4 separate regions of the Sus scrofa genome follow, and regions 2, 3 and 4 are each linked to region 1. A link is a contact called in public Hi-C and targeted proximity ligation data. All regions are on one chromosome and are shown on one strand. The core of a region is the stretch at or near the end of the contact, and the rest is flanking DNA. Distances in the headings are between cores, read along the strand shown.

Region 1 (2,969 bases), core at 18-2,517:
GATGACGTTTTCAAATAACTGAACTGGAAAACTGCCAAATTTTAATATTGAAGTTAATTGCTAAAGCAAAGTCTAGCAGATACTTTGTGAGCCAGGAAAAATCCAGGTATTAGCCATGTCCGATTATCATCAGATAACTCAATGCTATTATCTAAATTTCAAGTATAATTTCCCACCAAAGAACAGAAGAGAAAAGCTCAAGAAAGGCCCCAAATTGTAAGGGGTCAGAGCTCTGTCATTCACCAGTTCTGTGTATTTGAGCAGATACCTCTTCTGCTCTCAGGCTCACCTGTAAAATAAGAAGGGGTTACCTGCTCTTGCTTCTGCCCTGCATCAAAAGCCAACTCACCTATTTTGTTCTATGAAACCACTCTATCACCGTTAAGAATATGTATCCCTATCATCTCTTCTGGCTGCCCGGGTCAGTTGATCACTCTTGGTGTTTCCCCTGTACTTTGTCCCACATCAGATTATGAATAGACGTTCAGTATTAGGGAGGTCCTCAAGGGTCTCATCCAACATTACTTTATCCGGACAGAGAGGAGATAACATGTTTTAGAATCACGTGGAGAGCCTGGAGGGGCCTCGGATGCACAACAAGCCCCAGGATGATCCTGGCAGCCTGGCGTCTGCCTCCACGTTCTGGGAGCAGAAAAACCCACGCTCAGGTACTTCGCAGACAGAGGACAGATGCTTCTGCCGATCTTGGAAGCCAGAAGATGAAGTATCACGAAAGGGTGTTTCAGACTATGAAAAATAACAGCTATTTAAAAAAATAATAATAACATGTCCAGGTTATCAGTCATTTTTTCCTAATATCCACCTGAGTTGAACTCAGAAAGGTTATCCGCTTGCCAAGAGCAGGTGTAATTTGGTTTGTAGGGGAAGCGGACTTTGCAGTGCAGAAACCACAAGCGTAGGAGTCATTCTGACTTTTCAGAGGCCGGCGGTCGGCGCACCAGGCAGAGGAGTTTCTGGGGTTTTAGACCAGGTCGCGCTCGCCCCACCGCTGCCGCCAGGTGCCGGGAGGACCTCGCCGACCGCGCCGCCCCGACCCCACCTCGCGGCGCTCTGACTCCGCCCGGCTGACAGGTGGCGCGAGCAGCCGCGCCCTGGCCGCCCCTTCCGCGGGAGCTCCGGCCCTGGATCGCGCAGCCGCCTTAGAGCCACCCACACTTCCTCTTCCGGGGCAGCGCGGATGGGCGTGCGGGACCCGGATGCAGACGCGAGCCCGGCTATATAAGCGCCACGCAGGCCTCACGCCTTCCTCTTTGAAGAAGACGCAGCCGGCGCTGTCGCGGAGCCTCTGACCATCAGCTCCCGCTCCTGGCTCACCGCTGTTCGCTCTTCCCGAGGAACAAGTCGGTCAGGAAGCCGCGCCGCAGACATGGTGAGTGGGGCTCTGGACGGGTGCTAGGAGCAGGGCTGGTGGGAGAAGATGGGGCTCGCCTGTCCCGGGGAGGGGCTCGTGATGAGCACGCTTATTTCTGCAACTGACTGGTTGCCCGAAGGTGTGTGGGTTTTTCCTCCCTGTGACCACAGGCCTTTAAGGACACCGGCAAGACTCCCGTGGAGCCGGAAGTTGCGATTCACCGGATTCGGATCACCCTCACCAGCCGCAACGTGAAGTCTTTGGAGAAGGGTCAGTGCGGTGGGCTCCGCGGAAAGGTGGGGCGGGAGGAGCGGCGAGCCGGATCGGGGACAAGGCCCCCACCGATCTCGGTTGTGTGGCTCGCACCGTAGCTGGCGCTGAGGAGAGAATTGCTGTTGAACTACAGTGATAGTTTTATACGCTATTCTGAGCCAGCAGCGTTAAGATTCGTTACAGCGAGCTCTGTCTAGAGGGAACTGAGTGCAGCCTGTGTTTCCTTGTAGTGTGTGCTGACCTGATCAGAGGCGCGAAGGAGAAGAACCTCAAAGTGAAGGGACCGGTGCGGATGCCCACCAAGGTGAGAATCGTGGGGCGGGGGGTGGAAGCCAGTTAAGGGGCTGATGTACCCGAACCTTTTTTTTCGGCTGCCAAAAGCCAGAAAAGCTTGATGCTAGCGGTAGGTCTTAAGGTTCGAACGCTGGTAGGATTTGGTTCCGGTTAAGTGTGTAACTTTTCGAGGTTGGAGCTTCGCTGTTGTCTTCTCGCTGGATGTGCCTTAGTCACAATGAGTTGAGTACAGTCTGTGAGGGAGACTGACGCCCTGGGAAGTTCTCACATGGAACGCTTCAGGGTCATGGTCCTTGGGGGGTCCCCCGGGGTGCGCAGCCAACCGTTGACGCTTGGTTTCTTTTGTCTTTGCAGACTCTGAGAATAACTACGAGAAAAACTCCTTGTGGTGAAGGTTCCAAGACTTGGGATCGTTTTCAGATGAGGATCCACAAGCGACTCATAGACCTGCACAGCCCTTCTGAGATTGTTAAGCAGATCACATCCATCAGTATTGAACCAGGAGTCGAGGTTGAAGTCACCATTGCAGATGCTTAAGTCCAACTTTTTAATAAATTGATACTCAGTTGTTAAATGTTGTTGGCTTTTACTGATAATACTGACAGATCTTAGTAATAGACTACTGTAGAATTTAGTCATCTTTTAAAGTAGAGTAGTGAGAATTAGAGGGATAAGTTTTGGAGGGTTATCCTGTTTATATTTCCCAGAGGCCACTAGACTTGTTTGCACTTGACATCATTTGTGTTAACAAAAATAGCGCCTTAAGTCTTAGATTGTTGAACGCATAACAGCTCTGGCTGCATTTTGGAGCTTTTCTAAAGAACTATGTCGAGGTTCTACTCCAGAAAATGATCAGTGTGGGTGGGGTGCAATGTCTTAGAGAAGGTTTCTCAGGTAATTGAAACATACAAGCCATGGTTAAGAAGCTAATATACTAGAGGGCAAGTAGATCAGAGAAAATAGGTAGGTATTAGCTTGTTTATGTTACTTTAGGTCTGAAAAGCTCATGTGGTAAGATTCATTTAGTCAA
Region 2 (2,700 bases), core at 27-2,526, 120 kb before region 1:
GGGCCGCAAAGGCCCAGCACATTTCAGGAACAGCTCTAAAATCTTTTCCAAAGGGCCAACGGCTTAAAAAAGTATTTCTTGATTTCCCATCTAAGTGGTTCACGTCCCCACTCTCTGAGCAGCTTTGCAAGGGAGGGAGGAAGGGAACGTGCCGACACGTCCGTGCCCAGTGCAGGTCGGAGCCCAGGCAGGGCCTGCGGCTACCCCCAACGCGGGGGTAACCGTCGGGAAGCCGAAAGACGTCCTGCAAGGCCCTCAACCCTTTAAGCCACTGCTGGGTGCAGAAAGGCAGGGTCAGGAAGTCGGGGTGGCTCTGCGGAGGGGGCGGGGAAGGCGAGGGGAGACCCCGGAGCAAAGCATGCCCCAGGCCTCGCTGCCTCCCGCGGCGCTGCCTGTCCGCCCAACGGCCGACCGCGGGCGCAGGTGAACACACCTTATTTCGACCTTCGACGGTGCCGAGAAGGGCAGGGGGCAAAGAAAAGGGAGGAAACTGGGGGCCAGGGTAGCCACTTACCCTCCAAACGCTGGGGAGGAGGTTGGAGGGAGGGGAGGGGGTGCCCGGGCAGGGGGCGCCTTCCTCGCCCCGGTCCCGAAGAGACCCGAGTCCGAGGAGGAGGTGCGAGAGGAAGGGGCCCGAGCCGAGGCCAGGCCGGGGGGAAGCGGCTTCAGGCCGAACAAGTGGATTCGAGCCCCGCGGCGGCCCAGGAAAGCCCCTCTCTTCCCGCAGCCGCCGCGGAGGGAAGGGCGGGGGACCACTCACCTCGCGCTCGCGCGGAGGCTTCGCCAGCGCCCAGGCCGTCTCCAGCTCCAAACACGTCAATGGCTCACGCAGCCGGACCTTAAGTAGCGCGCATCCCAACATGCTGCCCCCGCTCCCCGGCGGCGGCCCGCCCAATCGGTGCGCGCCGCCGCCTGACTGACAGCCGAGCGGGGTCCTGAGAGGCGGGGGCGGGCGGGTCTCGCCCCGCCCCCGGCCGGCGGGAGGAGGGCCGAGGCGGGAGGAGTGGGCGGGGCGGCGCGCGCGGCCCCGCCCCCGCCCCCGCCCCGCAGCTCCCCCCTCGCCGCTGTCCGCCCCTTAGCGCTTTGGATTGACGGGCGGCGCGGCGGACCAATCGCTAGGCCGGATCCCGGCGGCGAGGGCGCCCAGTGGCCGGCCCCAGGGCGGAGCGCGCCCGGGGGACGGGCACAGCGGCGGGCGGGGGCAGGGGGCGGGCCGGCGGGAGGCGGGGGCGGTGGCCGAACAGGCCGGGGGAGGCGGCGGTGGGCGCGACGTCGGCGGCGGCGGCGGCAGCGGCGGCGGCGGCGGCGGCGGCAGCTGCAAGTTGGGCTGCAGGGGCAGCGCATACACTACAATGGCTGCTGGAAAGAGGCGTAAGGAAACAATTTCCAGGCCCGCCGCGTCCAGCCCGAAATATGAGAAAAAAATTATTAGAAATTCCGCGGGCGGTGTAAAGGCGGCGGACGGGCCGGAGGGAGGATGTTAAAGCCCCGCGGTGAGTTCTCCCGGGGTCCGGGGCGGCGGAGAGGCGTTTAGCGGGAGAAATATCAGGGTTATTTAAATTATGGGACTAGCCGAGGGGGCAGAGGAGCAGCGGCGGCGGCAGGAGGAGGAAAAGTTTGTGCTACTCTCAGCCCCTGCTCAGGACCCCAGAGAGAAAAATAATAATAAAAAATAAAATAAAATCATTCAGCGGGGGTGCGAGGACTCCCGAAGTCGCTTCTGACAGGGCAGGGGGCGATGCGGCTGGAGACCCGAAGGTGAGGTCGGTGGGAAAAAAAAAAAACCCTTTATTCAGGGTCTGGAAAGTTTGAAAAGTTTTCCTCCTCCTCCTCCTCCTCCTCTCTGGTGCTGTGAATATTGTGACAGCGGCAGCGGCAGCAGCGAGAGCGGAAGACATTAGAGACCCGAAAAATAAGGGAAAAATTAATATAAATTCAGTTTTGAGAGTAAACTCTCCGCATTTTCCACCAAAACATCCCGGGGGAAGGTCGCTTCCCAAAGGGCCTGGCGGAAACCCGCAGTCGGCAATATTTGGGGGGCACTTTGAGTGACTTGGGGGAACTTTGCCCCTTTTTCAAAAGAGGTTTTTTCTTTGGGGGAGAAATGAATTTGTTTTTGCCCTTTCCTCAGGTGGGCGAGTCGGGGTCGGGGTGCGGGGTCTGCGGGGAGGTGTGAGCCCGGGATGTGTGGCTGCGGGGGGGGAGGGGGTGCTAAATGAAAGCAGGAGATCTGCACAGAGCTGGGACAGCTTGTTGTCAGTATCATAAACAACCAAAATGGAGGGAGAACTCAGGCATATAACCAAATAAAAATTTTTTAAAAATCGCAAAAAAATCCCAAAAAATCCGGGATGCTCCCCCTTTTCTCGCTCAAGGTAAAAGTATGAACCGCCTTTCCCCTGAAGTCCATTTTGACTTTGCAGGGACCAAGGAGTTAATATTTATTTATTTTTTAAAACTTTCGAAGGGCAAAAGCCTTTTATAACTCAACCGACAATGAGAAAACGTGAAAATCCGATGCTCGAGAAGGAGGGGGAGGGAGGGGGGGAGATGGTAGTGCAGAAACTGCTAAACTTATTGGTAATGTGGACTGATCTGAGATAAGATAAACACTATATTTGCTATTTTATAACTCTTTTAATGATCGTTGCGGGTTTTTTTTTTTTTTTCCCCTGGTGGAAAAAAAAAAGTGATGCCATT
Region 3 (2,797 bases), core at 159-2,658, 89 kb before region 1:
TGAGGGCACTGTCTTCACAGGAAGTCCTGCCCTTGTCTGTCCTTCAGAGATTCTGCCTCTGGTGATTCTAGGTAGGAGCCTGTGCCCCCAAAAAAGAAAAAACAAACAGCCTTATTTTTAGGTGCACATCTGGCCATTCGGGGGCAGCATTTATTCTTATTTCTGAGTCACCCACTGAATCCAGTAGTTTGGCACTTTGAGCCCTCAGAACCAACCCCTGAGACCTCCCGCACAACACACACGTCACCTCGGTGACTTCCCATAGTGGCATGAGGCCTTAGTTCCCATCGTGCAGAAGGAGGTGCTGTGGAGACCAGACTGTCTAGAGTTACACGTAGGTAAGGGTCTGCCCAGGTTCAAACCCGCTTCTGGTTCACGAAAAAGCAAGTCCCATGCCTCTGTGCCACTGTCCCCCACCCTCTAAGCTCTGATTCCCTGTAAGGATTTGAGTTTTGAGGTCCCCTCCAAGGCCAAGTTCTAAAGGAGCAGTCGGAGATGGCAGTCAGGCCCCTCTGGTCACAATGATGGAGGCACATGTGCCCTGTACCACACACCCCTCATCAAAGTGGGGGCTTGCAAATGGGCGGTGGTCGGGGGCTCCAGGTCCTGGCTGAGGCTTCAGGAAAGGACCCTGAAGCCTCGCACTGATGGGGTTAAACCCCCTTTTGTTAATTACCTGTCAACAAACATTGCAAAGGTGTGAGTTTATAATTAAGGAAGGTCAAATTTCCTCTGAAAAAAAATGCTAACCTAAAACAAAAAAGGATAGGAAAATCACTGCTAAATTCCATTTCAGAAAGCAACAAAAGCACACAAAGGTTTGTGATTTGCTGAAAACTAAAAACATGGCTGGGGTTGGGAGTGGGGGGAGCGAATTGTACAGGCACCTACATTTAGGATAATTTGTAGCTGATCAGGATATCTTAAATGTTCAGGCCTTGGTAACACGAGTCATACCCGGCTGCTCCAGCATTTCCAGCCTCAGGGCTCGGTTCTGTCTCACTCTTGGCTCCAGAACTAACAAGTTGCCTCAAGTTACCCAAACCCACCATACAGTTTCTGACTCGATACACCCCCAAACCTGCCGAGGTTTGGCTCATACTTACCCTCAATCTTGTTGTCTTGGTTCAACTGTTACTTTATTTTTTTAATTAATCGAAGGCAGCCCTACCAGTCAGCATGACCCTTCTTTCTTTTTAAGGCTACCTCTCATTCACATAGTTGAAAGATCTGTACACAGGCTGAATGGAAACTCTTCACTAGGTACTTCCTCTGGTATGTGATAAGTGGAACTTGCCCCAGAACTCTCTCTAATTTGAAGGCCTCAGTCCCAGTTAGAGTGTATTCCTGGAGCCTTTAAGTCATGCAAGGCCATGTGTGAGTGTGTGGGAACAGGTGAACAGTGCTGGCTTCCTCCAAGGACGACAGCTGAGAATGTGGCTCTGAAAACTGCCTGGAACATCTTCCTTTCTAGTAAGGCTAGAATGTGACTCTTAGGTTTAAGCCAGCATGCCTCTCCTCTCTTCTTTTCCCCCCTCTGAATGGGAAAGAGAGATTTTTGTCCTTTTGAATCAGAGCCTTTATCAAGGATTTAGTTCCTGAGTTTATCATTTCACAGAAAGTGGGTTTCTGTGCAGACTCCGGTAAATTCACACGAAGATTTGTTTTCTCACCTTCAGTCATTAGGCTTTTCCCAAGATGAAAACATGGCCTTTTTAATAGCTTTATTGAAGCATAATTGATAGCTGATAAACTGCACGTGTTTCAAATGTAGTTTGTCGGGGTGTGACCTCCAGCTGCATCCTTGAAGCCACCACCACAGCCAACATAGGGAGCGTGCCATTGTTCCCGAAAGTGCGCTCCTAGCCCTTTGTGAGTGATGTCTGCTGACCCCAGCCCGTCCCCGGATAACCACTGAGCTAGTTCCGGTCACTGCAGATTAGCCCGTATTTCCTAGAATGGTATATAAATGGAATCGGATGGTATGTCTTCCTTTTTCTGCCCGACTTCTTGCATTCAGCATAGTTGTCCTGAGGCTCATCCACGTCACCGTTATCAGTCGTGTGTTCCTTCTCATTGCTGCTTAGTGGTCCCCGGGGTGAACCCACTGCAGCTTGTTTGTCCATGCACACACGGACGGGCATTTAGGTTGTACCTCATTTTTTACTATTACAACTAAAACTGCTGTGAATATCCCTGTCGACATCTTTGTATAGACATGGCTTCACGTCTCTTGGGTTAATACTTAGATGTGAAGTGGCTGTGTCACTTGCTAGGCACATATGTAACTTTTTAAGAAACTGCCAAAATCTTAAAACGTGACTGTACCATTTTTACCTTCTTGCCAGTGGTGTGAGTTCCGTTTGTCTCCCATCCTCACCAGCACTTAATTGAGTCAGGTTTTTTTTAAATTATAGTCCTTCTGGTGGGTAGACAGCTGTATTTGCTTGTGGAATAATTTGCATTTCCCTAATGATCAGTGAAGCTGAGCATCTTTTAATGTGCTTATTTGTTATCTGTATATCTTTACTAGTGAAATGTTGATGCGGATGCTTTGCCCATTTTTTAACTGGGTTGTTTTGTTGTTGTTGAGTTTTGGAAGTTCTTTATATATCCAGAATTCAAGTTCTTTATCAAATATAGGCTTCACAAAGTTTTTCTTCTAGTTTTCTAGTGGCTTATCTTGTCATTCTCTTAACATTGTCTTTCAAAGGGCAGCTTTAAAGATTGATGAAATATAATTTATCGATTTGTTCTTTTATGAGTTGTGCTTTTAGTGTTGTAGCCAACGTATTTT
Region 4 (2,993 bases), core at 265-2,764, 130 kb after region 1:
ATCAAACCCGAATCCTCGTGGATACTAGTCAGATTCTTAACCCAATGAGCCACAATAGGAACTCCTGTTACTCTTTTAAAGAAAAAAAAAAATGTTTACTGATCTTAAAAATTGACTCTTATGGTTTAGAATCCAATATCTCATCACTAAAGGGTTTTGAAATATTTCAGAGTACATATTAAGTAGTAGGTGTTCCATTAAACTAGAGGAGAAACTGAGATAGAAAAGGCCAAATTTATGAGTTTCTGCTCTGGCCCAACAGGACCGGCAGTGGTGTCATGTCTGCAGCACCCGGGCACAGGTTCAATACCTGGCTTGGCACAATGGGTTAAGGACCCGCTGCTACCCCAGCTATGGCCTACATGGCAACTTCGGCTAAGATCTGACCCCTGGCCTGGGAACTCCACATGCCGCAGGACGGCCAGAAAAGAAAAGAGAGAAAAGGCCAATTTCAGAGTGAGACAGAGGCGACGACCAACTGAACTGTTGTTGTAACCTGGGGCCCTATGCAGTCCAGCCCCCCGGATGCACACGGGTGAAGTGGGGTCTGCTTGGCATCTAAAAAGCTGGGTCCTGATCTCAAAGTCTTGACCATTTAGTAAGACTTCAAGCATCACGTAATTTATTACTAGGGAGCAGAAAGTACCTTCTAAGATACAATAGAGAAATTTTTACTCTCCTGAATCTGAAATGATAAGAGTCACAGGGGTCCAAACTCCCATTGGACTCACGTCTGCACGTCCCCTTGTGGGCAGAAAACAGGCCAGGACCACTCCAAGGTGGATCCCAGGATGCATGTGGCCAGGCACCTGCACAGCCTTGGCTCCCGGGTCAGGGGCTAGTCCTCCATCCAGCTAATCAGATTGTGGCTGTTTCAGGGCCTGGAAATCCAGATGAGGGGCCTGGGAAACCCCTGCACCAGGCCAGGGGAGGTGCTCATTCTCCCCATTTCTTTTCCTATAAAACTCGTGCTTTCTACGAACTTCATAAAGACCCTCTAGTAATAGAAGAAAATGTCTTTCTTTGCCATTTGAGCATTTTAAGAAGAATGAACTTGCATCTGGTGTGTACACCAGGTCTCCACTTACTGAGGACTGAATAAATCCAGGGGGATCAGGCCCCAGAGCAGGGCAGGGATCCCCTCAACTCAAGGAAAACTGGAGGGGCTCAAACTGAAGCCCAAACAACAGCCCCAAGTGTGTCATGAGCTGGATTTTTCCCAAACCTCTCAGGTATGTTACCTCACTTAATCCTGCAACGGTGGGATGTTATTCCATCATGGGGACCAGGACAACGAGGCGCCAAGAGTTTGGGGAACGTCATCCAGTGCCCCAAGACACACGTGTGACCAAGCGTGGAGTAGAACCCGATTCCTGACTCTTGGCTTGAACTGTTCCTCAAGTCTCACAAAGCTGTTAGACTGTCACCAGCGCACGCCCCACCTTCTGCAGCAGATAAGTAAGGAAGCCAGCTAAGTTGTTGTTGTCATCATTGTTTTTCTCGGCTGCATCCACAGCACGTAGATGTTCCGGGGTCAGGAGTGGGATCCAAGCCAAACCCTTAACCCACTGCACCACAGGAGGAACTCTGGGAAGCCAGCTAAGTTGTTTCCCCATCTTTTTTGGGTTTCTTCTCAACTGAGGAATGCACTTGTTCCCTGAAAAACTGCCTGCTCTAGCCAATCCGCTGGCCTACCCGCCCCTCCCTCCATCCCCAGCTTTCCTCCTGGTTCCAATCCTCTGGCGCATCCAGTAGTGAAAACACAGCCGCCAAGCATCAGACACTGTGGCTATGGAGTTCCCTGGTGGCTCCGTGGGTTAAGGATGTGGTGGAGTCACTGCTGTGGTGCCTGGGAACTTCTGCATGCCGAGGGCGTGGCCAAAAAAGAAGAAGAAGAAGAAGGAGAAGCTGTGACCAGAAGAAGATGAACCTGGTGTAGGGACCGCAGGCAGTCAAACCATGGGCTCAGCCATGGCCCCCCACCCCCCTGGGTGGGGTCATTCCTGGCCTTGACCTCTGGACCACAACCGTGACTTTTTTCCAGGACGCCAGGCACCTCGGTACTCTGCTGCCTACATGGGTTCTTCAGATTTCACATGAAATAGAAAGTTCTACTCATCCTACTTTTAAAAAGACTTTAACTCTCTGAGCATAGATGGAACAGTTCTGCTCTTGAGAGCTCATGGATGTGACAGCATGGATGGGGATGCATATTCATGACCAGTGAGCATCCCAAGATGTCTTCAGAATGATGAACAGGTGCAGCAGGATGTCAAGGGTTAGCGCGTTCTGCAGGTCCAGCTATGGCACTCTCTCACCTCCGACAAAAATAAATGGCAAAACCACAAGAAGCAGAGCAAACAGCCCTAAGCCTCAGGGCACCGTGTTCCTTCGCATCAGGAAAACCGTGTCCCGTTTCATGGAGAACATCACAACTGGATTCACAAAGCCAGTCAGTTCCTTCAAAGGTCTGTGCACGTCCTGGCTGTGTCACACGGCAGGATGTTTGATTACTCGTGGGTCACTGGAAACCACCCTTATCTCACCCACATTGATAAATTTGCATTTATACATTTACTTAGCTATGCAGAGATGGGTAGAAAAACAAGCTATATATGGCGAGCACCATCTAATTTTACTAACTAATGGCTGAATAAACAGGTATTTAAATAAGGCTCTGATCGAACTCACAGTGTGAGAATGTCAGCAACTGAATAGCCAGGGGACAAAACCGGATAAGAACCTGTGGCTCTGCCACTGAACTGCAGTCATTCAGGCCCGGGATGCAGTGCCAGCCAAATCCACAGCTTGAAAATCTGTTTATCTGCCAAACCCAATGGCTTTGTACTGCTTTTCAATTTCTTACACTTTATTGTGAAAAAGCCAACATGGGAAACTCAACTCAAACTTGGAGCAGGAATGTAGATGCCTCGGAGAAGACAGAGTATGGGGGAGGGGTGGCGGGGGGTGGTGAAGCTAGGTGGGAGCTCTGT

The links. Hi-C and Micro-C count contacts between places; a contact is called where the count stands out from the background.
Region 2: a Hi-C map of skeletal muscle shows a contact between it and region 1, with 3 times the contacts expected there. A contact is called at or near these places in 2 of 5 promoter capture datasets (fetal liver and liver), 7 of 47 Hi-C or Micro-C datasets (blood, heart right ventricle, liver and 2 more) and 2 of 2 datasets of targeted methods (alveolar macrophages and skeletal muscle).
Region 3: a contact with region 1 is called in a targeted proximity ligation map of skeletal muscle. A contact is called at or near these places in 1 of 5 promoter capture datasets (fetal skeletal muscle), 4 of 47 Hi-C or Micro-C datasets (embryonic fibroblasts, fetal heart ventricle, fetal skeletal muscle and 1 more) and 1 of 2 datasets of targeted methods (skeletal muscle).
Region 4: a contact with region 1 is called in a targeted proximity ligation map of alveolar macrophages. A contact is called at or near these places in 6 of 47 Hi-C or Micro-C datasets (differentiating spermatogonia, embryonic fibroblasts, epiblast stem cells and 3 more) and 1 of 2 datasets of targeted methods (alveolar macrophages).

The regions. Positions count from the first base shown.
Region 1 is chr4:75,760,942-75,763,910 of Sscrofa11.1, forward strand. RPS20 (ribosomal protein S20) reads left to right here and starts at 1,268. Exons shown (of 4, transcript NM_001129954.1): 1 at 1,268-1,390; 2 at 1,543-1,642; 3 at 1,876-1,949; 4 at 2,294-2,508. The coding sequence starts at 1,388. The coding sequence ends at 2,476. LOC110260293 (a long non-coding RNA gene) reads right to left here and starts at 1,157. Exons shown (of 3, transcript XR_002343324.1): 1 at 350-1,157.
Region 2 is chr4:75,645,309-75,648,008 of Sscrofa11.1, forward strand. PLAG1 (zinc finger protein PLAG1) reads left to right here and starts at 1,277. Exons shown (of 3, transcript XM_021089355.1): 1 at 1,277-1,493. It overlaps CHCHD7 (coiled-coil-helix-coiled-coil-helix domain-containing protein 7), which reads right to left and starts at 910. Exons shown (of 4, transcript XR_002343320.1): 1 at 761-910.
Region 3 is chr4:75,671,738-75,674,534 of Sscrofa11.1, forward strand. The region is part of intron 1 of PLAG1 (zinc finger protein PLAG1); the gene reads left to right. Among named protein-coding and RNA genes, the nearest start is that of PLAG1, 27 kb to the left of the region's middle.
Region 4 is chr4:75,887,722-75,890,714 of Sscrofa11.1, forward strand. The region is part of intron 1 of LYN (tyrosine-protein kinase Lyn); the gene reads right to left. Among named protein-coding and RNA genes, the nearest start is that of LYN, 14 kb to the right of the region's middle.